3 separate regions of the Zea mays genome follow, and all the other regions are linked to region 3. A link is a contact called in public Hi-C data. All regions are on one chromosome and are shown on one strand. Each heading gives the region's core, a stretch centred on a gene start, on an enhancer-like site or on the middle of the called end of the contact. The rest is flanking DNA. Distances are from core to core; before and after follow the strand shown. Region 1 holds the start of LOC100272361. Region 2 holds the start of LOC100273990. Region 3 has its middle 130 kb from the start of LOC103637689.

What was found. A called contact is a pair of places that touch in the nucleus more often than the background predicts.
Region 1: a contact with region 3 is called in a Hi-C map of bundle sheath, with 4 times the contacts expected there. The contact joins the promoter of LOC100272361 here to the enhancer-like site in region 3. A contact is called at or near these places in 3 of 25 Hi-C or Micro-C datasets (bundle sheath, ear and tassel).
Region 2: a Hi-C map of endosperm shows a contact between it and region 3, with 3 times the contacts expected there. The contact joins the promoter of LOC100273990 here to the enhancer-like site in region 3. A contact is called at or near these places in 4 of 25 Hi-C or Micro-C datasets (bundle sheath, ear, endosperm and 1 more).

What each region holds. Positions count from the first base shown.
Region 1 is chr1:99,726,846-99,730,725 of Zm-B73-REFERENCE-NAM-5.0, forward strand. It overlaps LOC100272361, which reads left to right and starts at 1,342. Exons shown (of 22, transcript NM_001359605.1): 1 at 1,342-1,973; 2 at 2,670-2,900; 3 at 2,997-3,084; 4 at 3,499-3,707. The coding sequence starts at 1,542.
Region 2 is chr1:99,058,049-99,061,883 of Zm-B73-REFERENCE-NAM-5.0, forward strand. LOC100273990 reads left to right here and starts at 1,310. Exons shown (of 12, transcript NM_001148376.2): 1 at 1,310-1,661; 2 at 2,328-2,591; 3 at 2,667-2,832; 4 at 3,158-3,292; 5 at 3,368-3,478; 6 at 3,566-3,654. The coding sequence starts at 1,461. LOC100276291 reads left to right here. Exons shown (of 6, transcript NM_001150115.2): 6 at 66-382. The coding sequence ends at 152.
Region 3 is chr1:99,329,083-99,332,924 of Zm-B73-REFERENCE-NAM-5.0, forward strand. No RefSeq gene overlaps it. Among protein-coding and RNA genes, the nearest start is that of LOC103637689, 130 kb to the left of the region's middle. Within about 2 kb of position 2,154, at least 8 of the 20 cell types and tissues checked have an H3K27ac peak or open chromatin away from gene starts, as enhancers often do. A contact at or near this core is called in bundle sheath and endosperm, where this site is marked.

The sequences.
Region 1 (3,880 bases), core at 92-2,591, 400 kb after region 3:
CGTTTTGGACGTCTAAGTCAAACAATCATAACTTTGGCTACCAATCTTCAAGCCACCTCCAACGTCTATCCCCACCTCTGCCCCGCCCCACATCCCATGCCATTTGGGGGGATTTGCCCTCCAATGGCTCTCTCAATATGTTAACTAGGTCTTTCCTTTGCGATTCTATTCTTGTTTAAGCTTTGTAACATAATAACAATTTGTATTATGATAGTATAAATGCTCTATGATTTTTAAAATTTCAAAAATTGATGATTTTTTTAAATAACTGAGTTATAATGTATATAGGGAGTTGAATAGGGAATGATTAGATACTGCCTTGTATGCGAGGGAGTATCATTTAGGGAACGATTGAAGATGATAATGATTAAATATGGTCTAAAAGGTTCATGTATTTTCACAAAATAAATCTAAAAATAAAATTCACAACATAGATATAAACCATATATATATTATGAAACTGTTTTTCTTAATAAATCTAAAAACATAAATATCATATTATTAATCTCTACAGCTTTTTAAAGTTAACAGTAAAAGATAAACATATTTAACTTAGAATACAACTAAGGCCCTATTTGTTTCGTTGGAATTGAATTCCATTCTAATAATTATAATTTAGACAAAACTAATTAAGTTCATATATTTATATATGTAATTTATTTGTATTTATCTTAAATCATATGAGAAAGATAATTATATACTATATTTATATTATAGAACATTTATATTATAGCGAAGCAAGTATAAGAATGTGTTATAAGTTGTACATTAGAAAAATGACATGAAAATCTATAGAATCAATTTCCATCTCTCACCCCATGAATTTGAGATAGAATTATATGATAATTTTGGAAAGTGGTGGAATATCACGTTTAAAAAAATAGCCTATTTCATTAGTAAGATTTTAATTTCTCAAAATGAAAGAAAAAACGGGACCTAATAGAAAAAGGGGAAGTATACATTAAAGTCAAATCTTGCTTAAGAAATGTCCAAGAAATTATTTTCTTGGCGTATTGTTCGAATATATACGGCGGTTAATACCACTGTGTTCGTTTTACTTTAAAACATGACATTATTTAATGATAAAAAAGGGGGGAAAAGAGAAGAAAACAACGCAAGCTCACTCGCGCTGAAGCCAATTAGGCAAACACGGAAGCCAATTGTCCTGAATGATCCCTCTCCCTACGTGGTAGTAGGGGCTGAAGCCACGAAGACAGAAGGTAAAAGTGAGATCGGAAGCAAGCAACAGCTTGGAAAACGGGCAGAAAAATAAAACGGAAAAGGAGCCAACCAAACCGATCGGTCGACCGATCAATCTCAATCGAAGCACCAGGAAAACTCGCGCAACACAAATCTCAACAATTATCCGGCTGGTGCGCCGGCGAGCACCGTCCTCCGGCGACCGGCTGGGCAGCAGCAGCAAAGGGGGATCTTGTCACGCTTCGAGATCGGTCGCCGCGCTGGGGGCGACTCACTCGCGCCACTCTTCCCCTTCCCTGCGCTGGTGGCGGAACCCTAATGCCGGCCCGAGTCTAGCCGCCATGGACTTTGCCAGCCGCCACGCCGCAGCGGAGGCGGCCACATCGGCATCCGCCGCTGCCCCCGCGGGCGTCGCCGAGGAGCCCGAGTACCTCGCCCGGTACCTCGTCGTCAAGCACTCTTGGAGGGGAAGGTACCGCCGGGTCCTTTGCATCGCCTCTTCCGGCGTCGTCACGCTCGACCCCACCACGCTCAACCTCACCAACTCCTACGATGCCCGCTCCGAGTTCGACCACGCTGAGGCTCTCACCGCCACCGACGAGTTCACGCTCGCAGTCCGCACCGATGCCCGCAGCAAGTTCAAGCCCATGCGCTTCTCGTCGCCGCTCCGCCCGGGGATCCTCACCGAACTCCACCGCCTCCGCCCGGTCCAGGCCTCCTTCGACTTCCCCGTTCTCCACCTCCGCCGACGCACCCACGAATGGTCCTCCTTCGTAAGCACACCCCCTTCCTGAATACCCGCTTCTATCAACTTCACATCCCGCTACTATCTACCGTGTTGTGCTGCCGTGAACAAAAAAAAAAAAAATAGAAATACAAGGCTGTGTTTCTTTTCTTTTTTGAAATAAACAAAGGCTTAGTTTCTGTAAGCAATTGTGCTGTACAACTCTATTCTGATCAATTGATGCTTCCATGCCCAATCTCATCTAGTACTACCCTACTTCATGATTCAACTTGTTGCATCCTTAAGATAATTCACCAGATCTCATAGCACCAGGCTACAAGTTCAAGCAGAACTATTGAAGATAATTCACATATTCACACATTCATTCTTGTTCAGTTGTTTGCGATTTTTTAACTATATGAAAAATAGTGCCACAAAATGTGCTCAAAATAACGACATGCTATGAAATACTACTCCCTCCAGTCAGATCCATATGATGTTTCAGACAGCAAGTCTGGCTTGCTTTTAACTTTAGTTTGTTGTTCGAAATGTCATATATAAGTGACTGGATGTGGTAGATGATTGTAGTGTACCAGTTCTATGGTCATTATTTAGATACCTAGCTGATTGCGGAGACCATCTTTGATAACTTATTACTCACATAATGCTGTATTGAAAGAAATACTGTTGTATTATCATCACATGATGTCTAATACTTTGGTTCTTGTATCTGAACATTCTGTAGAAATTTAAGGTCACTCCTGTGGGTGTTGAGCTCCTTGAGGCTTCTGGTGATATACGCTGGTGCTTGGACTTCAGAGATATGAATTCTCCGGCAATTGTACTCTTGGGGGATAGCTATGGGAGGAAGACTTCTGAAGGTGGAGGGTTTGTGCTATGCCCTCTTTATGGTAGGAAGTCAAAAGCTTTTATGGCTGCTTCAGGAACTACAAACACTGCAATTATATCGCATATGGTACACAATTTTGACCTTGTTCTTTTTGGTCGTTCCACTCCAGTGATACATGTTTTTTGTAGTTCTATGTAACTTCCTTTGTTGGTCATCTTTCAGACGAAAACTGCCAAATTAAAGATTGGATTATCACTATCTGTGGATAACTCACAATCAATGAAAGCGGATGACTTCATAGCAAAAAGAGGTAGACAGATCTCTAGTGATGGTGAACTTTAGATGTACTCTATTTTATTAGAGAATCTATTTAGATGTTGATAAGGATGAAGATGCTTGCTCAATACTTTTATATATCTACTTGATGTTCTCACTGCATTATCATGCCTCTAGTTTTGCCTTTCCATCCATATGTTTTGTAACTTGGCAGCTTGCAAAACACAAATGAACTGTGAGAATTAGGTAAAATGCCACCTTCAAGCTCCACATTGATCAACAAAATTCGCACTTGTCTCATGTTTTCGTTACACATTTATTGATGCTGCCGACCCTACATTCGTCTCATATAATAAAGGATTTAAAACTCTCAGTGATAGTTTATTTGTTACCTGTGAGCCCACTATGGTTTTCTCTGATTTTACTTGTATGTGGACTTCTTTCCCAGCTATGGAGGCAGTTGGAGCTGCTGAAACACGGCATGGAGAGTGGTCGGTAACAAGATTACGTTCTGCTGCGCGTGGCACTGCTAATATTGAGAGCTTAAGTTTGGGTGTTGGACCAAGGGGTGGGCTTGGAGAACAGGGTGATTCTGTCTCTCGTCTGCTTGTTCTTACAAGTACTTCACTTGTTGAAAGACGTCCAGAGAACTATGAGGTAGACAGTTTGTCCTCAATTTTATATGAATTGTTTAAACTCTTCTCCCCTAGAGCCATTAGCAATCCAAGAAATGGCAACAGCCCCCAACCCCCTCCCGCCTCCTCCTCCCCCCCCCACACACAAAATAGATCATATGATAGGTTCTTACTGTTACTAACCTTGGATTAGAG
Region 2 (3,835 bases), core at 60-2,559, 270 kb before region 3:
TACAATAGGAAGGGAACCTGTGCTGTTCCTCTCTGCTTATAATACAATGCTTCCATGGTTTGCAGAGGAATGCGGCTTCAACATATAATATCCTGAACGAGGAGGGCAGGCCGGTGGCAGCTGCAGTTCTTCCTTATGGAGTCGCTTGTTAGTGTTTTTTGCCTTTTATACCAGTTTGGCAGGCGTTTTCTTGTTGGAATCGATAGCTAACTGAGCTGAAATGTCGGCATCCGTCTGGACCATCGACAATGCTGTTTTGGTGTCTAGGAAAGGCCACCCTAGGTTTTGTAGCATATTGTTCCCTTTGTAATCGCGGGCTAACAGAAGTCACGCAGTGTACACTACATGGAATCGAAATAAGAATGATGGTCCCTGTCATAGTACTTTGTTTCGTTTGCGCTGTTCTTGGAAATCCTGTATCATGCCCAAACTGAAGTTGTCTTTCTTCCAGCTTTTCTACTACTTCCTCTAGCAAGCACAGCTGGCAGCTGCACCTGCACATACGGTGTTTTGGTTGCCGAGGATATGCATGCACTTGTCGCTCTCACACTCTGCGACGTTTATGTAGTTCTGTTTGCTCGTCCTTAGGAGAAACAGCCCATTTAATGGCCCAGACGACGAAGATTCGTCCGTCAGCTTGGGGGCAGACATGTCTAAGGCATCTTCAATGGCTAGCTATTTCGCTAACTAGTCTTTTTTCTATATGGAAAGAAAATATAGAAAAACCGAGAATAGCTAGTGATCAGCAAATAGATAGAAGATGAGATAAATTATTATTTTTATTTTTCTCTCAGCTCTACATAGCTATTTGAGACATTATAGAGACGCTAAGGAGTGACGTGACGGGATCCTAATTCCTAGCGGCATAGCACTACTGCATCAGAGACACACGGCGGCGCCTGGGCGAAGAAAGCATGGCTTTGCCTTGTCTCCTCGACGCAATCGTCTAACAGCAATGTCCCCGCCTCGCGATCTCCGCCCTTGTTGCCAGCTCCACATGTCAGTCAGCGCCCCGGTCGAGAAAAAAAAAACAGAGAGATATACAAGTACTCCGTGTTGGCATGCGGAACAATAAGATCATCGACAGCCACTGACGTTTGGGCCCAAACAGAACAACGGCCCACCGGTTTGTGCCAGCCTGCCAGTGCCAGTTTAGCAGGGCCTTCCAACCTCCGGTTCTCTCGGGCGTTGGAACCGAGGATTGGAGGCATCGTGTGGACCGCGCCGTGCACACCTGGCGCGTGGGCCCGCCTCCTCCATCTCCCCCTGCGGCGTAATAAGAAGCGGCCCACGGCCACCGCCACGCCTTGTCGGAATATCATACGAAAACCCTCGCGGCGAGGAGCGCTCTCCGTCCCACACACGCGCGCCGCAGCCTCCGCAGTCCGCACCTGCCTCCACGACTTGTCGTGCTCGTGCGCTACTCTCCTCGAGCGCGGCGCGGAGCACGGGGACATCAAATGGCGGCAGCGGCGGAGATCGGTGGTTTCGCGGCGGCGAGAGTGGCGGTGGCGACGCTCAGGCCGGCTGCGCACCCAGCCCCGGCGGCGGCACCGCAGCAGCCTAGGAGGGCGGTGGCGGCGCAGTCGCTGCGGACGACCGCCACCGAGGCGCTGACGGCGGATCTCGCCGGCACGACCAACGGCGCTGTGCATGCTCGGGTGAGTGCCATCCTTAAGCCCGTCTGATTTCGCCCTGCACGCTCGACTGCTTGGCGGTATCACTGTACAGCTACTTTCCATTTCTGTGCGCGTCTGTGCTCCTCTGCGAACCACCGAGACTCTGCTTGCTGATTTGGTTCGCAGAGGAGATTAGTTTCAGGTTTTGCTTCGTTCAGTTCAGCCTTGCATCGGATTAGTCCCTGCGCGCATGTATTGTGTTTGGCGATTGGATCCCAAGCGTTGTTATTCGCAGTTGATGATCGTAGTCTAGTTGTTGCTGCGAGCTCGTTAGTACACAAAGGTCGGTCGGCTGATCCCAAGGTGCAGGCTCAGATATTTGATGATTCATTTCAATGGTGAATAAAACTACAGGAATAGCATTGCATTTACAGATGTTTGCGCATTTCCAGGACATTTTATCCAGATACTCCTTTTACTTGATCTGATTTAGTGCTCGTTTTGGCTCCATGATGTTCAGTACGACAGTACCTGATGCTATTTCTATCGCCATCTGAAGTTTGTAACCAATATTTAGCTTATTTAGACTTTTTAGTAACACAAATAACTTTTGAGTACGAATGATTCAGATACTTAATCACTTAAGTGGCTACTTCATGTGATGACGAAGTACTTTATGTGGTAACGATTGTACCATTTCTGATGCAGATGAATAGTAAGGCTACAAGTGAAATCACTTCACAGGCAGTTACTGCAAATTCTAGGAGAAAGACAAAGATAGTCTGCACCATAGGTCCCTCAACCAACACTCGTGAGATGATTTGGAAGCTTGCAGAGACTGGAATGAATGTAGCACGCCTTAATATGTCCCATGGTGACCACCAGTCGCACCAGAAGGTTATTGATTTGGTCAAGGAGTACAATGCACAGAACACTGATGGCAATGTTATTGCCATTATGCTGGACACAAAGGTATATCTCAGCTGCATACATCAAAACTAATTCTACAACAACTTAAATTCTTATGACTGAGTTTGATGGATGCAGGGTCCTGAAGTTAGAAGTGGGGATGTTCCAGAGCCAATCATGCTCAAGGAAGGTCAAGAGTTCAACTTCACGATTAAAAGAGGGGTGAGCACTGAAGACACTGTCAGCGTGAACTATGATGACTTCATAAATGATGTTGAAGCTGGCGACATACTATTAGTGGATGGTGAGCTAAACTCTCAATTGCCATATTCTACTTTGAATGCGTGTAGATGATTATTTACTTGTTGAAGCTAGTTCGTGTTCATGCTGTGACAGCTGGTTTGTATTGAAGTTATCCCTACAATCATGTTTCTTCTGCAATCTAACTTATTTCATTTGATTAAATATTCTGATTATGTTGATTTTGTGTTACTATGATCCTGTAATGGATATTGTCGGGTTCTTTTGTTGCCTTCTTCCATAAACTGATTCACTTGTTTGCAATTGAACATTATATATGATATTATGTTTCATACACCGATTCTTCATTGTACTGTTGTGTGCTACAGGAGGAATGATGTCGCTTGCTGTGAAGTCTAAAACAACCGATACAGTCAAGTGTAAAGTAGTTGATGGTGGGGAATTGAAATCACGGCGCCACCTAAATGTCCGTGGAAAGAGTGCTACTTTGCCATCTATCACTGGTTAGTTGATCCCCTGACCAGTCTAGCTGCCATTTAGTTGCATCCAACATCCTAACGTGCTTCTGTTTTCAACAGAGAAGGATTGGGAAGACATAAAATTTGGTGTCGAAAACGGTGTTGATTTCTATGCAGTTTCCTTTGTGAAGGATGCCAAAGTTATCCATGAATTAAAAGACTACCTTAAAAGTAATTTGTGCTTCATTTTGCAAGCCGTGTCTATCTATGCTGGGAAACAGGAACCTAATTAACGTTTTGTGCTCTTTTCATACCCAGGTGCTAATGCCGATATACATGTCATTCCAAAAATTGAAAGTGCAGATTCAATACCAAACCTGCAGTCCATTATTGCTGCTTCAGATGGGGTAAGACCATTGATGCTGGCCATGCAATACTTTGATACCAAAAGACGTAAATTCATAGAAAGGGAAAGTACTTTTAATGGTAAAATGAGCGTATACTTTTGGGTAGTTGCCATGTGTGATAAACACATGAAAGAAGCTGTGTTGGGGAACTTTGTTAGATCCACATTGTTTCTGTCTCCCT
Region 3 (3,842 bases), core at 904-3,403:
ATTGCGGCCTCTGCTGCTGGCCTCCCCTATCATCATTCTGGGTGGAATGAATCGATCTGACATGTCTGGGATGAAACCTCCCTCCGAAGCCCCTGGCTATTTCAGAGAATCTGTAAGCTTCCTCCCTTCTCTGTCGAAAGTCGTTGTCGGCGCGGATGTATTCATCCATCTTCTGAAGCAACTTCTCCAGAGTCTGAGGGGGTTTCCTGGCAAAGTACTGGGCCGAAGGTCCCGGCCGAAGCCCCTTGATCATGGCCTCAATGACAATTTCATTGGTCACAGTTGGCGCTTGTGCCCTCAGGCGTAAGAATCTTCGGACATACGCCTGAAGATATTCCTCATGATCTTGGGTGCACTGGAATAAGGCTTGAGCAGTGACCGGCTTCATTTGAAATCCTTGAAAACTGGTTATCAGCATATCCTTCAGCTTCTGCCATGATATGATTGTTCCTGGCCGAAGGGAGGAGTACCAGGTTTGTGCAACACTCTTGACTGCCATGACGAAAGATTTCGCCATGACTGCAGTATTGCCACCATATGAAGATATTGTTGCTTCGTAACTCATCAGAAACTGCTTCGGATCTGAGTGACCGTCGTACATGGGGAGTTGGGGTGGCTTGTAGGACGGAGGCCAAGGTGTAGCCTGCAGTTCTGCTGACAGAGGAGAAGCATCATCAAAAGCAAAATTTCCATGATGGAAATTCTCATTCCAGTCATCTTCGTTGAAGAAGCCCTCCTGATGAAGCTCTCTGTGCTGAGGCCTTCGGTTCTGCTCATCTTGAGTAAGATGACGAACTTCTTCAGAGGCTTCGTCTATCTGCCTTTGCAGGTCAGCTAGCCTAGCCATCTTTTCCTTCTTCCTCTGCACCTGTTGATGAAGCATCTCCATATCTCTGATCTCTTGATCCAATTCATCCTCCTGAGGCGTTGGGCTGGTGGCCTTCCTCTTCTGGCTTTGGGCCTCCCGAAGAGAGAGAGTCTCCTAGTTGGGATCCAGTGGTTGCAGAGCTACAGCCCCTGTTGCTGAAGCTTTCTTCGGCGGCATGACGAAGGTCTATGCTTGCCGAAGGTGTTCAAAACTCAAAAAGTGGAAGTGAGTTCACCGGAGGTGGGCGCCAATGTTGGGGACTTGTTCTCAAATGCTAAGAGTTAAGAACAAGGCAACATAAAAAGTGTTAAATATTAAAGTCTTTCGTCATTCAAGACATTATGTCCCTTCGGATATAATTAATTCCGGACGAAGGTTGTGAAAGAAAAAATCTTCGTAAGCACAATAAATGATAAGGAAGAATTCATATATGAAATACGAAAAATAATGTAGACATTATCATTAACTTATTTTCATTTGCATTACCATATCCAGAATAACAAATTATAAATGTACCTTCGGTTTGAGCTATCCAGAATAACAAATTATAGCTCCAGCTCCATGATTTTCTGGAGCATCTAATGATCTACTTCACTAACCTCACCAAATTTTCTGGAGCTAGAGCTATCCTAAGGTAGTGTTTGGTTGAGGAGCTAAGTAGAACGAAGCCGTTCTATCCTTGATTCTAGGAACAGAGCCGCTCTGTTCTGTGTTTGGTAATCTGGAACGGAGCGGCTCTGTTTTTTGTTTGGTTGCAGAGTGAACGGAACAGAGCGTGACTGTGAGAGCGGGATGGGAACGGAGCGGCTCCGTCCGGTTGTTTTTTTGGAGCGGAATGGTTCCGGATCTAAGGAGAATATTCCCTAATTGGAGCCATTCCGTTCTATTTACTTTGTAACCAAACAGCGACAAAACTAGAACAGAATGGCTCCGTTCTACTTGGCTCTTCAACCAAATACTACCTAAACAAGGCCTTAAACTCTCCTAAACATGCCCTTAACATAGAATGGAGCCGCTCTATCTTTATAATCTAGAATATAGTTGTTGTGTAAGTAGGCTTTGTAACCAAACACTACCTCTATACAGGCGGGACGAAAGTTAGAAAACGCTTTGGTTTAGTGGTGATGGGCCCACATACATGACGATGTCGACGTGAACAGGTGGATGCGCCACTGCTTGTCGCAACTTGCCTGCACATTCTTCTATCCAGCTGACGCGCCTTCATTCTCTGATCGCCACTTCGCCTCCTGTCACTGCCAGCGGGTCGTTCTACAACTCGTGCGAAACATGTACACCCTCTTGGAGTGGAGCACTACTTCCAGTTCCATGCACACTACTTACAACAACTGTATAACCGTTCAGCAAAAAGTGAGTATCGCCGTATCAGAGGCTGGCCCAAAGCATCGAAAATGATCAGAGCACGACAGGGACAGCGTCAGGGAGAATGTTGCTGGTTTACTTTTGGTTTGTAACCACACGATGTCACACGGCACGGCGCCGGGTGGGGTGACTAGATCGCTGGTAATATTGCTAATGAGGACGACATGCATGCATGTCGTGGACCGCCTGACACTGCAATGTAAACATTCTGCAGCTGGAAAGCGGACGTACGACGGCACAGCTTCGTCGGACGATGCCTACCTCAACGGCTGAACGAGGAACGGCGATCCGTTCTGCGACACATCGCCATCGGCCGGCGCGCGCGACGACTTTATTAGCTTCCGGATTACCCAATCTCTTGCCGACCATGTCCCACAAATCTAAAATCCTGCATATCGAACGTCTTACTTTTAAATTTCTTAAAGCTATTTCTTAAAATAATATCAGAGTAATTTTACTTCTCAAAAATAAACTGTCTAACCTCACCAATCTCTCTAATGCGACCAAACAGCAAAAACGGTGTCACTGTCATCTCGTCTCGCGTGACGGCTGCCAGCGTCGTAGGTCAGCGCCAAGCACTCATCTGCTGTGCTGGAAATATGGTCGGTTTTTTTTTCGGCTAGTACACGGCTCAAAAACAAGAGCTCAAGGTGGCCAAGCACAAGATGGTATAGGCCGAGCTAGCACGATCCGAAAATGGGTATAGGCTTAGCCTTAAATTCTAGCCTATCGGCCTTTTATCACGGTCCACACGCATGGGTCGGGCTTGGGTCGACCCATCTGGTACAGTTCGATAAAGACACGACGTGCTTTAGGACCAAACTGGATCACTGTTTCTACTCTTCTTACGCCATACGATCCAAAAGTTGTGTTATTCTGGCTTGCATATGGCTGCCATGCCATCAACTCGGGCGCCATGATCATTACGCGCCAACCTGCCTACGTCAACATGAAAAAATAGGAAATCAGGCCCGTAGATGCCCTCTTCTCTCCCTTCCTATGAACTTCCTCACCCGCTCGTGTCGTGTCGCTCACCCATGCTTCGCTAGTCGCCATCGGGCAGATCTTAGGCACTGCCTCCTTCCTCACTCCAAATTCTAACCGGGCACTGCTACTCGTCACGACCTCTGCCATTAACGATGTCTCCACCTTCTTGGGTGGTCAGAGGTGACCCTATGCTTCCCACTTTGTTGGCAAGATACTTTCTCTCTCTAATTGTTATTTTCAATGTTCATTTTCAAGTAAATACTTGGTTGGTGAGTTGACTTGTAGGAATAATTAGCCAATTTACATTATCGAAATCCGGCTTTTTGCGAGTGCCGAGTAGTCCTTTTTCTCGGCTACTCGGCAAAGAAATCTTTGTCAAGAGCCGCACTTGGCAAAATCCTACTCTCGGTAACGACCACGTTTACTGAGAGCAGGACTCTCGTCACAAAAAGACACTCGGCAAAGACCATTTTGTTGAGTGTCGAACACTCGGCGAACAGAGACGCTCGGCAAAGGGCTATCAACCACCGTCTATATCTGACGGCCATTAGCTTTGCCGAGCGCCGACCTTTGGCACTCGGCAAAGAAGGCTTCTTTGCCGAGTGTC